3 separate regions of the Mus musculus genome follow, and regions 1 and 3 are each linked to region 2. A link is a contact called in public promoter capture Hi-C data. All regions are on one chromosome and are shown on one strand. The core of a region is the stretch at or near the end of the contact, and the rest is flanking DNA. Distances in the headings are between cores, read along the strand shown. Region 1 holds the start of 5033406O09Rik (RIKEN cDNA 5033406O09 gene). Region 2 holds the start of Exoc3l4 (exocyst complex component 3-like 4). Region 3 holds the start of B930059L03Rik (RIKEN cDNA B930059L03 gene).

Region 1 (3,442 bases), core at 403-2,902, 530 kb after region 2:
CTTGCTTCAGCCTGTTGGGTGCTTTATTTTTTTTTTTCTAGGTATTCTAGAACATTCTACAGAACCGCCTGAGCAGCCTCCCTCCAGTTTCTCAGGCCTTCTTCCTCCTCTGGTTCCTTCTGGTCGGGTGGAATGTCAGTCAACCAGCTGGAAGTGGGAGGGGGACTCAGAGGATTCTGGTCTGCCTTTCTGCTCAACCCTGACAAGCAGTGGTGCCCCAAGGCTACCCTGCAAGCAAGATGACCCGCTCTGGGACCACGAAGGAATCACACACGCGGGCTCTGTTCTGAGAAAGGGACAGGTTTAGATGAGAAACAAGAGCACTGCGCTGCTGCCTCTGGCATCTCGGAAAAACTCCAGGCTTCATGACAACAGCTTGTACCTAGAACCGAAAAAGAAGCCAGAAGCGTGCATGAGCAACAGGAATTCCAGTCAGTCTGAGCAGCTCTGGACTCCCCACCACAGGAGGCTGGGCCTGCACATTCCTGTAGCCATCTTCATCACTGCTGAGCCCCCTTCCCTCTGCTCTGGGCCGCATGGACCGTCCAGACTGGGCACCATGGCGATTCATGAGGATGGCCAGCCGTCTGTCCATCCCAGACTAAAGGCCCAAAACTGGCCCTGCAAGGCAGACCTGGGTTTTGAGAGCCTGAGCCCTCTGGCTGTGCCTCCTAAGCCCCTCTGTCCCTGTAGGGCCTGCCTTGTGGAAGCACAAAGAATTAGCTTTCGAAGCAGCAGGTCAGGAAAAGCAGGGTCTAACTGATATTCTAATTAGGGCGGCTTGAGCCTCCTCCACCCCATGACAGTGCGAGCTCGGCCTGCTGGGGACAGAGAGCGCAATGACAGCTCTGGTCTCCTCCTGCCTGATTTTGCTGGAGGCATCTTTCCTCCCTTCTGTTCATCAATTGTTTCTTTTTGGCCAGCATGGTGGGGGATGGGGCTCATGGACACTGTGGCTACGGTGGCACCTGTGTTCTCTCCCCAAGCCTAAGCCATATTGCCCTCCTGCTCCAACAGAGACCCAGCTTTCCTTCCTCTGGCCTTGGCCTGCCTACCTGGAAAGGCACTGGGTTGGCTTCCATTCAGGCTGATTCCTCATTAAACAGACACGCCCCTTGAAAGTTCCGTTTTCCTGGTCACTCATTAGGAAACCCAGTTCCTGGCCTACCTTCACGAGAGAATGGGGAGCCGAGCTGTGCAGACTGTGGAGGCCCCACTCTGCAGAAAGAAGGTCTCCCTAGGAGACAGCAACAGATGCCACAGACTGGCCCTGGCCATGCTCATCCCGCTTTCAGGGACCCACGAGTCCCTCCTCCCCCAGCCCTACCTAGATGAGGATACAGGAGAGCCAGGCTCAGTGATGACTCCGGGAGCAGAAGGAAGTCCTGAGTCACCCTGGCCGGGAGCAGGAAGTGGTTATCACCAGAACCAGCACTCCCAAAGCCCAGGAAGCCAGAGTGTGACGTCACAGCGGTGATGTCACCAGCCAGCAGGGATAGGAAGCATCTGCCAGGTCCCCAGCAGCCAGCCCTGTGCTTCTCCGTTCATCCTCTGTCCCTCTGTCCACCATGCGTGCTGCGGTCTACCCTGAGCACCGTGGCTGGCTGGGAATAGCTGAGTGAGGGCCTTGTCTAGTCTAGTAGGACACAGTGTGTGGTTCAGAGCTGGCAGGCGGGGCCTGGGCGGCTAGGGGGCGGGGCCGTGCCTGGGACCGCCCTCAGGAAAGGCCTCACTGAGCAGTTGGTGGTGTCTGCTTTGGGGCTTTGTGGGGTTCTGGGCCAGTTAAAACTTCCCTTCCTGGTGGAGGCAGTTTCACACAGCCTCCGTGTGGATGGACTCTGGCTATTTACAGGGCTGTAGGAAGAGGCTGAGTCACCAGGTAGCCTCCCTGGAGGCCCATGAGACTGGTCACCAAGGTCACAACCCTTGTGAGGCTGGTAGCCTGGAGCCTCTGGACCCTGACCCGAATGGGAGTTCAACTCTGCCCTGATAAGATATCATCTGCAGCCCGCTGGGCTTGGGGACTGTCACTTTATTGGTTTTGAAGTGCCTTGTTATTTTTTTGGTTATAGAGGTGATGTGGCCGAGTGATAAAGTCCTTTAGGCACCAGTGTGTGTGGGCGATGTTGTTGTTGGTGCCACCTCATGATGGGATGACTTGCCCAATCATAATTTACTAAAATCACAGCTCAACTAAGACCCTGGTAGAGAGAAATGCCATGAACCCCAGTCCTTCCCCACCTGAAGACCATCCACGACACACTTCTGGGGAGCCTCGCTCGGTGTGAACTGTAGGGTAGGTCTGGGTAAGAGCTGGACAAGAGAGCTGCTGACCCAGCCGGCCTGCCCTCCCCCCACCCCACCCCCAGCTGCTGTGACCACCCGGCATGCTGCTTATCTTGTTTCCCCAGATGCTTCCTGTGTGGGATGTAGGGGTGGGAGTGAGGGCCAGGCACTCTTCCAGGTCGCTCTGGAGACCTGATGTATCCCAAAGCTGAATGAACCCTGGGGGGAAGACTCCTGATGGCTTGCACGTGGGCCTTGAGGGAGAGACTGAGGGGGCACTCAGTCCCTGCATACCGTCCTTGGATGGGGTCCTCACCCACTGCGAGGCTGTAGGAGGCTGCCCCTGCCAGAAGTAAAGGCTAAGCCCGCTTCCCGTGCTGTCCTTGATATGCCCCAGCCATGGAAGCAGGTCAGGCCTCGGGGCAGCCCTCATACCAAGCTCCACTAAGTGGCACCCCTAGCTACTCCTCTTCAGCCCAGAGGGCATCCTCCTCTTCCTCCTCACTTCTCTGAACACAGAGGAGCATGCAGGCACAGAGCAGGGTGCAATAGCGACATGTCTGAGAACTCCACGGAAAGGTGCCCGCGGACACTGCCAGGCTTTCACCAGGTCCCCCTCCCTCATATCCCCTGGAACTTGTTTGCTCAACTCTGGTTCTCATCTGGGAACCTGGCTTCCCAAGGAACTTTGAGACCAGAGCCACCTCCATTGTATGTGTGATGGGGTTGGGCGGGAAGGGGGGGTGGGAAAGAATGCCTAACTAGTTACAAACCTTCCACATTCACAAAAGCTTACAGTTCATAATGGAATCTTTTCTGGCCCACAGCCCTGCAAAGCCCCAAAGCAGACACCACCAACTGCTCAGTGAGGCCTTTCCTGAGGGCGGTCCCAGGCACGGCCCCGCCCCCTAGCCGCCCAGGCCCCGCCTGCCAGCTCTGAACCACACACTGTGTCCTACTAGACTAGACAAGGCCCTCACTCAGCTATTCCCAGCCAGCCACGGTGCCCAGGGTAAACTACAGCACGCATGGTGGACAGAGGGACAGAGGATGAACGGAGAAGCACAGGGCTGGCTGCTGGGGACCTGGCAGATGCTTCCTATCCCTGCTGGCTGGTGACATCACCGCTGTGACGTCACACTCTGGCTTCCTGGGC
Region 2 (3,442 bases), core at 774-3,273:
CTGTCACCTTCGCCAGCCTTAAGACCCTCTTCGTCTTTTACAGACCCAATTTATGCTAAATGGAGACTTATGTCTTTAGTGAAGAAAAGAATTTTAGGACTAGCCAGTCTGAAGTAGAGTTGGAGATTTTTATTAAAGATCTTTAATAAAACTTTAACATAGGATTACACGTGACGTTAGGGGAAAGAGTAAGACTTAATGGAGGACATGTTGGGAGAATAGCAGAAAGTAAGACATGCCCACGGGAGGAGTCAGCCGGCTCAGGGGGGCTCAGCAGGGGACTAAGCTGCCCTAACCTTAGCCATAGATCCCTGGTCTTGGTGACTCTCAAGTTGTATCTCTGAGGTTACCAAGAAAGCATTATTTTTCTCCATTTCCCATTCTTCTGATAAATGAGTGGTAGTGGTGATGGAGATGTCTTGTATGCAATAACAATTTGATGATCTTTCTCAAGGAGTTTAGTACATGTCTTCTCTATACGTGAGGGGTTTTGTGGAGGAAATTCCTAGAAAAATCAAAGATTTATAGCTGGCGGGGGAGAAAGGCCTTCTGCAGGCGTTGATCACACAGGATCCTTGCCTGCTGCTGAGGTACTGCAACTAGGGGGGCTCCTTTTATTCTCATGTTCCCACGCTTTGCCCACCCTTCTATCTATCTTGCCTCAGAGAGCTTACCTAGTGTGCTATCTTAGTTAGGGTTCTATCGCTGTGAGCAGATACCATGACCAAGGCAACTCTTATAAGGACAACATTTCATTGGGGCTGGCTTACAGGTTCAGAGATTCAGTCCATTATCATCAAGATAGGAACATGGCAGCATCCAGGCAGGCATGGTGCAGGAGGAGCTGAGAGTTCTACATCTTCATCTGAAGGCTGCTAGCAGAACACTGACTTCCAGGCAGCTAGGATGATGGTCTTAAAGTCCACACCCACAGTGACACACCTACTCCAACAGGGCCACACTTCCAAATAGTCCCACTCCCTGGATGGAGCACATACAAACCACCACACTCCACATGCTATAAAGAAGAGAAAACTGGACAGACACATACAGAGGAAAGAACACATAAAGAGAGAGAGCACCAGGCACGATGGCACATGCCTTTAATCCAATTTCTGTGCTTACAGAGCCAGCCTGGTCTACATAGTGAGCCACAGGACATAGAAGAATACATAGTGGGACCCTGTCTCCAGAAGAAGTAGAAGAGGGGGAGGAGGAGGAAGACGAAGGAAAGGAGGAGGAAGAGGAAAAAAGAGGTAGCCTCAGAAGAGTCAAGACCTTAGCCCTCAGGTCCCCCAAACCGGGAGAGTATAGCCTGTGTGGCGCTGTGTTCTCACAGCCCAGTACTGAGTACTCAGTACTGAGTACTGTAACCAGAGCATCCATACTGTACCCAGGTACAGAGCAGGTCAGTCATGAATGTGTCCTTGGATTTCCTCCAAGTTTTTTTTCTTAAGACGCTGACTGTGGAATCCCCCTGAAATCAGGGGACGTGCCTCTTCTGAAATCTCCATGGCCCTCTCCGAGAAAAGCTTCCTGTCTGAGTCTTTGTGAAAGCAGAAGGCCTGAGTTCCGAAGCCATTCACAACAGCCCCTCCTCCACGCTGTTCATGCTGCGCTGCTTCTGCCTAGAAGGCTGCCTGTCATTCCTGAGTGTGAGCCCCTGCGGTCCCTCGGTCCTCTCCCACCAGCACTCCGGAGCAGTGTATGGCTCACACCTGGTGCCCCAGGCATTACAGAAAACTTCCCTAACAGGTCTCTGCTCTCTGCTTCTCAGCTCGGGCAAGCATAGGGGGCACTGGAGTGAACGTCCTAGACTGGCCTGGAGCTGCAGCCCTTGGCTGGAGAGAGGAGACTTTCTGGGCTTGAGCACTAGGGGGTAAAAACCTCCCATTTATCTTACCTCTGGCAGTGGTCAGGATCTGACAATCCTCGGTGGTCCCCAGCCCCCGCTGCTGCATCCTCCTCCCCTAGCCCCACCTCCCTAACCTCTCCTCCACTAATCTCCACCTCCCCAGCTTCCCTTAGGGCCCTCCCTAGCCTCCCCTCCCCAGTCTCTCCCTGTCAAGCTCCGATCAGGCTCAGGCAAGCTCCGGGACTGTGGCTGATCAAAGGTTAGAGTGGTTGTCTCTGGAATGAAAGGGGTGGAACTTTTCTGAAAGCGAAAGTATGGGGTCCGAGTAGAGAGTGGGTCAGGGCGGTCCTGTGGCTGGGAAGTCCCAGCTGTTGGTCCACCAGTTGGGCTGTGCTGGCAGCCATCTCTCTCCTGGACCTGGTCTCAGGATCCTGCTTGGCTGGCTTGCTTAGGACCTCTGCTGCCTGGGTGCAGTTGTCTGCGTGCCTATCAGGTAAGACCCAGCCAGGTGGGGCAGGAGGATGTGAGGGTGTTTGGGGCCGTGGGTGGGGACCCAAGAGGCTGAGACTACTCTGGCTGTGTTAGTTGGCTTTGTTGTCAAGGGTCTGGGCTCCAAGCCCAGGACGGCTGAACTAGAATACCAACTCAGCCACAGGAGATATACGCACATCCGAACACATAAACAGCCACACACACTTGCAGAGAGCAGAGACATCCATGAGGCCTACAGACACAGACACGGAAGACGCACACACATATTACAAGACAATCACACACACGGCGAGGCACTGGAGCTAGCTAGCACGAAGATCTGAAAGAGGTACCACAGGTTCACAATCATGGCAGGGCCACACCATTCCTTGGGTACCTGACATTTATTTATTGGCCCCATCATGGGTCTGAGCCAGGCTCATTCCTTGCTCCCTGGAGGCTCCTGGCCAAGTGGCAGAAAGATCTCAGATCATATAACTACTATCTAGGGCTGGAGCTAGACCCAGAAAAGGGTGAGCTTCTCAGAGGAAGAGCCCCAAGGAAGCTCTCAGCAGCTGGAAGATGAGGGGCAACTCCCAGAAAGGCTTGGACAGGGAATGAGTCCTGGGACGCAGAGGGGCAACAGAGAAAAGCAAGACAAACCCGAGGAAAAGCCTTGTGTGCCTACTTAAGAAGTCTGTCCTTCAGTGAAAGTCTGTCCTTCAGTGGGGGGTGGCTACCAGGGATGTTTTTATTTTGGCAACTGTGAAGGGAGCCTGTGTCTTTTTTAAAATAGGCCTGGCTGGCACATAGAACAGCTACTGATCGTGTTTGCAAAATCAACACATGGAATTTACTAAACTCTTGTTATTCCCATAATAACCGCGCTTAGGATTTTTCGGAACTGCTTGCTTCTGACATTTGCAGCTCTTACTGATTTTCCTAGCTTGTTGATTTCACTAGATCTCGAAGGCGAGCACTGAGGCGGATTGAAACCATATTTTCTTGCCCTGTTCCATATTTTCAGGAAAGGACTCAGCTTGCAGGGAAGGTTTCAAGGCACGGACGCCACAACCTGCTGGCAGTGGTTGCCCCTGGGGCTTTGAAGGACAGGGG
Region 3 (3,478 bases), core at 827-3,326, 830 kb before region 2:
AGTATACCATAGCTGTCTTCAGACACACCAGAAGAATGCATCAGATCCCATTACAGATGGTTGTGAGACACCACGTGGTTGCTGGGAATTAAACTCAGGACCTCTGGAAAAGCAGTCACTGTTCTTAACCACTGAGCCATCTCTCCAGCCTGCAGAAGGGAGTTTGTTTGTTTTGCTGTTGTCTTTAAAGATGGTGGGAGATTTGAGCTTTCTGAGCAACTTAGTTAAAAGATGAGGTCATGAATTACAAATGAAAGCAATGGCATTCTCTCCCAGTTTCAGGAGTATGGAAGATCCCAGCCCTCCCAACAACAGTATACCACCCCCCTAAGGAAAGAGGTTTTTCTTTAAATGGTGAGTGACAAGGGCCTCATCTTCCATGGGATGCCACCTGCCACAGGTGACAGCCTGGAGTCTACAGAAAGTAGCTGCATTTCTGTTTCCTGTGACAGGCTCTCTCTACACCATGAGAAGGCATCAAACGGGATACACTGCATTAAACTACACTGCTCTGCAGAACTATGGCTGCAGGAAGCACCACTGGCTTAGGCGATGGTACTCCACCGCTTCCCAGCTGGCTGGCTGCACGTAGCTGGAGGGCAAGGAGCTGGCTGAAAGTAGACACCCATAACAGAAATTCTACCTCCACCTACATGCCAAAAGAGACATAGGCATGCCGTGTAGGTGTGAGGAATATTCCCGAGGAGGATGCAAAGCCAGCAGAGGCAGGTAAGCAGGGGCTCCCACTGGCAGTGTCGCCATCCTATGCAGATCTCAGGGCCACAAGTCAATGCTTCTGGAAGGACAGGAAAGTAACCCCAGTAGCAGGTGAGGAAGGGTGGGTCACTTCAGTTTACTGTTGGTGGCTTGCAGATTTGTAGGACCCTTAAAAATGCAACTGAAAGTTTTAAAAGGTAAGTGTTGAAAACATTTTGAGACAGTCTTACCAAAAATCCTACTACCCAGCCCCCTGAATGCTGGCATTAGAAACACGTTCCACCCTGCAGGGTGTCATGTATTTTGACTCTGCAATTCTGCTTCAAAAATTTAGCCATCAGCAAAATTCACCTAGTCTGAGCAGTAAGGCCAGCTACTCCCGGCCGCACTGTTTTCCATGCTGAAAAACAGAAACCAGGAATTATCCTCACCTGCCTGAAGTGTTGCTAGATGCAAATGTGAGCAGAGAAGTGAGAAAACCCCAGCACACGCTCTCACTCCTTAAGATTTTATTTTTTTAAATGTGTTTGTTTCTGTATGTGGATTTGTACATATGAGTGCAAGTGCCCACGGAAGCAAGAGGGTGTTCGGTCCCCTGGGGCTAGGGTTATAAATAGTCTGTCCCTAACGTGGGACTCTAAACTCGGATTGTCCGGAAGAACTGTACATGGACCTAACTGCTGAGCGGTCTCCATAAAATATGGCCAAATTGAAACTAGAAAGGTTCTGGCACTCATTCCAAATTCGAATTCATCCTCACCCCAGGACTAACTTTTCCTGCCGGCCCAACACCTTCTTCTCAAACATTCCACACTGCAGCCAAGAGGGAGCTTGCAAAAACATCCCTCCAACCAGTCACCCCAGGATAGCCCGTGAGCCCTCTACAAGCAATGTCCCTATTACCCTACTTATCGCTGTACCTTCAGTCTGGCACCGTGTGGGACACTCAAAACTGCGTCTGATGGACGCAATGTACAGATAAATGTGGGATCAGCGAGAACAGCAAGATCCAAGTGGAGAGGCAATCAAATGTGGGTACGTGTGTGTAAGGTGGACGTGCTGACATACGCCTTCCATGCCAGCACTGGAAAGGTGGAGGCAGGAGCATCAGAGTTGGGACTCAGCACGGCTACCCGGCATCCAAACCAAAGAGCAAGCGGATGGCAGCAGGTACCCCGTAGGAATGAGACAAAGCGCATGCAGAAAACGGAGAAGAGTTCAAAGTCAACAGGATATCAGCTCAGCACAGCTGCACCAGAACACGGCAGCAGGACAAGGGCGGCCCCGGGAAGGTCTCTGCCATCTCGGCAGGGCGGAGATCTCCGCAAGGCGCAGCCTCCACGGCGCACGTGACTGGATGAGTCACCGCGCCAGGAAGCCGCACGAAACCTCGGTTCGGCAGCTCGAACGCAGGCTGACTTAGGACAAGGCAGCGACGTCTAGAGGAAGCCGCAGAGGGGGCCGCGTCCCTTGGCGGGAGGGGAGTGAGGGCCGCGGACGGCCCGGACCCAAGCTTAGACGCTTGGCCCACGGCACACAGGACAGGGAGACCGACTACCTTCACCTAAACGCTGGCGCAGGGAAATGACGCAGCGCATCGACCAATCGGGAAGTGTCTGACTCTGAATCTCGCGATATTCACGGGAGGAAAATGAGCCAATCGCAATGCCCCTTCTTCCAGGCCGCGGTGATTGGCTTGAGGACTCACATGATCGTTCGAGGCCACACGTGACCGCTCCCCTGGCGACACGTGATCGACCTGCCACTCTGCAGAAGTGGCTTCTGGACAGCGGCAAACAGGCGTCCGTGGAACTGAACGGCAGGTCCTGGGTTACAGCCCCGTCACTTTCCACTTGATAGGCGGGGTTGGTGACCAGGGTCCCATGTGACCCCCGTCATGGAACCCCGAGACGCGACCGTAGCGTGGATAGGACAGGGCCAACCTGTCCCCTGTAGCAGCTCTGAGAACTGAAGTAGGTGGGAGGCTGGGGATGCCGAGAGATTAACGAAAGAAACCAGTAAGCAGGGTCAGGAAACTCGTCCCACCTAAGTGGCGTGTACCGGACACGTGGTAACGTAAAGAGGTAGAGGTGCTTGCTATGTAAATAACTATGGAGGACCAGAACTCACATAGATGAGGACTTTGAGCACCCCGTCTTTCCCACTACCACTCACTGGGTGCCTCTTTCTTTCCTTCTTTCTCTAATTTACTCATAAGACAGGGTCTCGCCTTGGCTAGCCTTATTGTCTGTCTGTCTGTCTGTCTATAAAACAGAGTCTCTTCTTGGCTGACCTGGAACTCACTGTGTAGACCCTAAACTCAAGAGATGTCCCTGCCTCTGCCCTAAGAATAAAGGCGTGCACTTCCTGGCTTGACTTCTGTCTCCCTCTCTCCTTTCTTTGTAGTAAACTGCCTGTCTCCGACTCTGTCCCTGAGTCTTACTGTTCTAGGGCTCAAAAATCTGGAAATTTGTGCTGATTCCCTCCAGGGTCATAGCCATGCCTGTTCCAAGGAAGCCCTAGCGATGTCTGTTTCCCACTGCTTCCTGCCCAAGATACTGGTAACCCTGGAAGGTAGCCCTGGTGTGGGGGTGCTGTCAGAAGCATGGACACAATTCTCTCTCTCCATGATGTTAGAATTTCCTGAATAATAAATTGGCAGTCTGCATCCCTTGTATTGATGTAATTTGTTGAGTAGTTTTGTTCTCACTCTCTTAATAAATAATAACTCTTGGGTCACACATTACACCTCACAATGCAA

The links. Promoter capture Hi-C pulls out the DNA fragments that hold promoters and counts their contacts.
Region 1: a contact with region 2 is called in a promoter capture Hi-C map of liver, with 4 times the contacts expected there. The contact joins the promoter of 5033406O09Rik here to the promoter of Exoc3l4 in region 2. A contact is called at or near these places in 1 of 39 promoter capture datasets (liver) and 1 of 484 Hi-C or Micro-C datasets (the HL-1 cell line).
Region 3: a contact with region 2 is called in a promoter capture Hi-C map of liver, with 5 times the contacts expected there. The contact joins the promoter of B930059L03Rik here to the promoter of Exoc3l4 in region 2. A contact is called at or near these places in 1 of 39 promoter capture datasets (liver) and 1 of 9 other capture datasets (liver).

What each region holds. Positions count from the first base shown.
Region 1 is chr12:111,942,830-111,946,271 of GRCm38.p6, forward strand. 5033406O09Rik (RIKEN cDNA 5033406O09 gene) reads right to left here and starts at 1,653. Exons shown (of 3, transcript NR_029464.2): 1 at 1,328-1,653; 2 at 1,056-1,237; 3 at 1-382. Gm36757 (a long non-coding RNA gene) reads left to right here and starts at 3,129. Exons shown (of 3, transcript XR_003950158.1): 1 at 3,129-3,442.
Region 2 is chr12:111,415,407-111,418,848 of GRCm38.p6, forward strand. Exoc3l4 (exocyst complex component 3-like 4) reads left to right here and starts at 2,024. Exons shown (of 14, transcript NM_001289487.1): 1 at 2,024-2,348; 2 at 3,354-3,442.
Region 3 is chr12:110,589,298-110,592,775 of GRCm38.p6, forward strand. B930059L03Rik (RIKEN cDNA B930059L03 gene) reads left to right here and starts at 2,077. Exons shown (of 1, transcript NR_033340.1): 1 at 2,077-3,382.